Linked DNA regions of Mus musculus: region 2 is linked to region 1. Evidence: chromatin contacts called from public targeted proximity ligation data. All regions are on one chromosome and are shown on one strand. The core of a region is the stretch at or near the end of the contact, and the rest is flanking DNA. Distances in the headings are between cores, read along the strand shown.

Region 1 (2,848 bases), core at 182-2,681:
GGGTCAAGTTGACACAAAACCAGCCAGTACATATATTAAATGCTGGGGAGACCCTACCATTCAGCTGCTGCTCTAATGCACAGTGTGGCAATCTCCTGTCATGGAGCCTCCAGCAGGTGCGTTAAGAAGTGAGCCCTAACTCTCAACACAGGGAATCAGGAATCAATGGTGTCTGTGTTTGGTCAGTAGGCATGGTCCCTGTCTCACTTCCTTCCCATAGTAACAAGATATTTTCAGACCAAAAATCCCACTAGTGGAAGTAAGGAAGTCAGATCCCACACTGATGGCTGGCATGCTCAAATGAGTAGCTGGGAACACTGAGGTTGCAATACAGTAAGCAACATCCTTGGTGTAGGCCTTTGTTAACTGCTTAGAAATGAAATAAGTGAAGCCTTAAAGAGAGTGAGTCACAGGGGAAATATCTATAGATTTAATTGCATATCCCTCAAAAGAAATAAACAAAAATGTCAGCTTCCAAAACCAGCATTAACCAGATGAAAAGGATAGAGTATATGAATGTAGGGGAAGAAAGGGGGAGGTCACCGATTTGTCCCTCCCTTTCCCCCTCAAGATAGGAAGTGACACAGACAGAACATGGGAGATGTTGACACAGGGCACATTTTTTTCCATTCTGGAGGCTCTGGAAAGATGTAACCAAGGGGGCTTGAGGATTGGGAGGTGCGAGCAGTTTGCTTTTTCTGGAAGAGAGAAAGAGAGAGGGAGAGAGAGAGAGAGAGAGAGAGAGAGAGAGAGAGAGAGAGAGAGAGAGAGAGAGAGAGAGAGAGAGAGAAAGCCATGCCTTGGTGGATTTGATCAAACTCTGGAGGCCCACAGTGAGAACCATCAGCTATGATGGAGCAGAGGGAGAAACTGAGGCAGTGTAGATGAGTGATTTGGCTGATGTGTTACTAACTGGATTTAAGACTGATTTCCTCTAATTGTATAAATTTCAGACGGAGGTGAATTAACATACTAAATATAAGTGCTTTTGCATATTTGATTTATGTGTATTATGTAGTTTCTAATGAAATCTAGTAAATACCGGAAATGACTATAATATAATATAAGGTAGCAAACACACTATATTCCTGAGCAATTATCTGGTAGAGGGTGGTGTGCAATGCTTTTATCTTCCCAGGTGAGCTTCTTTTTCTATATTCTTCAAGTTCTTCAGTGCATATAGGTTTTTATAACACGAGCAAACAAATAAATCTTAAGTGCTGCCTAACCCACAGCACTGCTGAAACAGCCCTACGTTTTCCTGATAATACTGTTCATCATTTAGTGATTGTGACACTGGTCTATCTCTAAACTACATCTATTTGCACAACAAAGGATAGTGCTTGTTGGGAAATTGTTGTCTCTGTGCTGTGAGAAGATCCGAGAATCACTGCCTGCGTACGCCCGCAGCCTTTTCAGTCCTTCCTCACAGCGGTCCATCTAAATGGGGTAATGACCTTCACTTGTTTATCCTACTGCGGCCTTGCAGAGTCTGCCCAAGACAAGAGAGGCAAAGGAAAAGGAAATGAAGAGGGGCAGAATGCCTGAAGGTCAAAAACCCTCGACCTGTGTAAGGTCGAGGAGAGTTTGGGGAAGAGACCATGGAAGAAGCAGCCAGCCTTCTTACTCCCTGGAAGACAGTGCTGTGCCTATACCATTGTAAGATCACAGGGGTTGCATGAGTTTCTGATTTGTTACCAGTGCCTCTGTACTGGGTAAGGTAGCATAGCAGGATTGCCCTCAAGGCTGGTCAATCATTTCTATGAAAGAACGCAAGGAATGTTGTTGTTCTCTGCTTTCTTGAAAGGGAAAATAAAACCCCTGGAAGATTTCTGGAATGAATGACACAGCTGGTTCCTGCTTTCAAAACCACTGCCGCCATAATACTGGATTTGAAGACAATTCATTTCTGTGGTTTGGTCCATGGCAAAGTGGCCCAAACTCACCAGCCTGTGGCTTCTTTGTTCAGTGCTAAGGAGGGACAGAAAGAATAAACTCAATTATTTCAATTTGATTATCTTGCTTGTTTTCAAAGTTGTTTTCCATTCGGTGTGTTCTGCCAGGTTAGCCACAACCACTCTTGTTTCTAGAAATGGAGTCACGTTTTCCGGGGCTTACCAGAAATAAAACAGCATATCATGGGCTGTCCTCACTGGGTGGCAATCAGATAAAGACTTCTCCCAGCTCTATGCAGGCCTTTCAAACTCAAAGAGAAGACAATACTAAAGGTTACTTCCTGTTTCAAAACTCTGGAAAGTCTAGAACTTTCACAAGATACTGGGGGGGGGGGTGTTTGGAGGTAGGTTCTGATGTTCAAAGCCATGCTTTTCAATTCCTTGGTATGACAGGGAGGGCCTCCCAGTAAGTAATGCCTGTTCCTCCCTCTCCTACCCTTGAAGATAAAGGTATGTGGCATCATCATATGTACCAGGACATGAAGGGACAAGAGAAACCAGCTATTGTTCGCCATTGTCTCCTCACGATCTTCCTTCTCCCTGCTTCTCTCAGGGTCTTGTTTTACTCAGTATTTACTTGTTTATTATAGACATATATGTGGGAACATGAGAGTGAGGAGAAAGAGGAGGGAGAGAGGGAGAGACAGAGAGATAGAGATAGAGACAGAGAGACAGAGAGACAGAGAGACAGAGAGACAGAGAGGGAGGAAGAAAGAAATTAGACAGACAGATAGACAGAACAGAAGAGAGTTTCGAAATATCAGGAGTGGGCCCAGGAAATAAGTTATTCCATTTGTCTTTTAAAAGAGTTATTATTTATTGTGAAATTTAATTGACATGCATAGAAGTGTTATATTTATTAGAACTTAACAGATTATTTTAAGGCAAATGAT
Region 2 (2,848 bases), core at 250-2,749, 570 kb before region 1:
TCCAGTCTCATTCGGCAACAGGGGGGCTGGGGGAAGGGTTATACTTCCTTGGATTCTACTGGCCATAGTTTAAAATATTTTGGGGGAAAATTGTGTTTGTACAGAACGCTTGTAGGCAATTTTTATCATTGTTATTCATGTATTATTTATCTTATACTAGGCATCATGAACAATCTAGAGATGCTTTTAAAGTATATAGAAAAATTGTGTGTGTTGTATGCAGATATTAGTCATTCTATGGGGAACTTGAGCATTCATGGTTTATTGGGGAGGGGTCCATGGGAGAATCTTGGAATGAACCTCACCCAGATATTAAGAGACTACTATATTTCTCTTTTGCTATTTTCTTTTACCTCTCTTCTTCCAACTCTTTTAAGTCCATTTCTTTCTCCTTCAAATTAGGCACATTTTATGCTTTGCCATCGTCTCCAAGTGGTCTTTCTAGATCCTTCTCTCGGTCTGCAGAGTTTATGGGGTTTTCCACTCACATGGTGAACAGCTGGTCTCCCAATCCCCGTGTGCTTCTTCTGCCCACCATCATCTTTGAATGAGCATGACTAAATGGCCCTCCGAATAACTGTGTGTGTGTGGGCAGTATGTGCGCATATTCATTGGTGTGTGTGCATATATGTGTGTAGGTACTTAGGTACGTAGCACAAGCCTGATGCCAACATTTGGTACCTTCTTGGATCACTCTCAGTATTTAATAGGTCACTCTTGGTAGGGATTATAGGCATCCTGCCAACAAAGGAAGGCTTCTGAAGAGAAGTTGAAGACAAGGCTTGAAGATTCCAGAAAGCTCTTCTGTAGCACCGGACTAGGAGTCCTGCCATAACTTGGAACAGACCCTGGTAAGAATACCTTCTGTCCCTGTCTGAGAGTCCATGAGGTCACATGTGGAGGAAATGCTGTGGACAGCTCCTGGCTAATCTACCTAGGGCACTGCTCTCCACAAGGAGAGAACATATCTTGTCTCACTGTGGGCAGCTTTTAATTGATGGCCAGTAGGTATGGGCAAACAACAAGACCTGACTGGTTGACTTAAGAAGGCTTCCAAAGAGAATTTGAAGACAAGGCTTGAAGATCCCAGAAGGCTCTTCTGTAGCACTGGACTAGGAGTCCTGCCATGCTCCCCCATAACTTGGAACAGACCCTAGTAAAAATAATGGTGAATCTTTGTAACTCAATGTATTAACCTTCATGACATTGTTTGAGACAAGATCTCTCACCAAACTTGGAGACCATCAGTTGGGCTATGCTGATTGCCCAGTAAGGCCCACATGCTTCTCCCTCTAGCCCACTATTGTTAATAGTCTCATGTCATGGTGCTGGAGTTTCAAATCAGATCCTTAGGCTGGCAGGGCAGGCATTTCACCGCTTGAGTCATCTCCTTCCACAGACCCCCTAATGTTTTTGATCACAAGAATCCCAGCCAGGCATTGCCCATAGAAGGTAAGGTCCTGGTCCCGTGGAACTCTTTGCTGGCGGCAAACTCAGAGCCGTGCACATGACTGAGAGAAATCCATCAGGAAAGCTCTGGTTGGGAAAGGTTGAAAAATAAGCTGGTGCTGTAGAAGTTTAATAAAACTGGCCTTGGGCCAGGATGGAAAGAGCGTGGTCATCAACCCCAAAGGGAGATTCAGCTGAGAGGCCTCATTCTCAGATGGAAATCGGCTTCCTGTTTTCTGTGTTTTCTGACTGCATCAACGATACAGCGATTTCTTTGATAATTTCCAGTTGTGCACAAGCCAGTCAGCAGAAAAAAAAAATGAGTTTCCTTTCTTCCGTAGATGGGAGAATGTTCTTGAAAAAGAAAGAAAAAAAAATGAAAAGAGGAAAAATTAAAGAAAAAAAAAAAAGAGCGGAAAAACCCCACAGCAAACCCGTGTTAAGAAGAATGTGCTCTGCCCACTGGCTTCAGAAAAATGAGGCTGGTTTCATGTCCAGTGGCTTGCCTATCCTGATAGTTGTCTCTCCTGGCATTTGTGGCGACTACAGGGCCTGATAGGCCCCCTTCAGTGATTTGATTTCATATAAGCAAACGTGGACCCCATCACCACGTATCACCGGCTTGCTTCTGCTTTGTAAGCCCGAAAGAGTGTATCAGTTGATCATTGGAATTCCACTTAGAATTTTTCTCATTAAACTGCTAGCACATTTTATTTCCTTTGGACAGGGAGAGGAGAGATAACATTCCAAACTTGCAAAAAAAATAATTTTTTTTCAAACATTACAAGATCTTTCCCTTCACCAGTGGGAAAGGAACATCAAGTTAGACAGCGTAATTCCCACTGCTGTTCAACCGAGCTTGGCGGTTTAAGATGTAATAAAATCATCATGCTACGTTGAAGAAGTTTGGTTGCTCGTCTTTGCTAACTTTTGGTGCCAACTCTTCCGAAGCTGTTCGCAAGGTCAGCGTAAGGTCAGGCCAGGAGTGTTTATGAAATGGACAGGGAAAGGAATGTGGGGTGCCTGGAAGCTTGGACCCCTCGGGTTCTATCCCAGGACTGAGTTTAGCTCAGTCCTGGAAATCTGAGACTTTTTTTTTTTTTTTTTTTTTTTTTGCTGCCGCTGGAGAATGGGAGGGAAAGGGGGGCGTTCATCAAATCTATTTACAAGAATTGTTTTATTGAGTTCCTGAGGCAAAAGAACAATGGTGGGGGGATGGGGGAAGCAGGGCCAAGGAGCAGCTTTGGTCAGGAGAAGCCCAGCTGTGAAAGAGTTGAAAAGAAAGGTTCAGAGGGTCCCCTGGGGGAACACTGCAAATGGATCATTAGCTAGAGGAGTCCACTCTTGAGTCACCCAGCCAGGTCTTGCTGTTTGCCCATACCTACTGGCCATCACTCGA

Evidence for each region.
Region 2: a targeted proximity ligation map of kidney shows a contact between it and region 1, with 9 times the contacts expected there. A contact is called at or near these places in 7 of 39 promoter capture datasets (cranial neural crest, frontonasal cranial neural crest, liver and 4 more), 14 of 484 Hi-C or Micro-C datasets (LSK cells, bone marrow-derived macrophages, cerebellar granule neurons and 8 more), 7 of 130 datasets of targeted methods (embryonic basal ganglia, embryonic stem cells and kidney) and 1 of 9 other capture datasets (embryonic stem cells).

What each region holds. Positions count from the first base shown.
Region 1 is chr19:28,181,499-28,184,346 of GRCm38.p6, reverse strand. No RefSeq gene overlaps it. Among named protein-coding and RNA genes, the nearest start is that of Rfx3, 170 kb to the right of the region's middle.
Region 2 is chr19:28,750,017-28,752,864 of GRCm38.p6, reverse strand. No RefSeq gene overlaps it. Among named protein-coding and RNA genes, the nearest start is that of Gm35922, 8.6 kb to the left of the region's middle.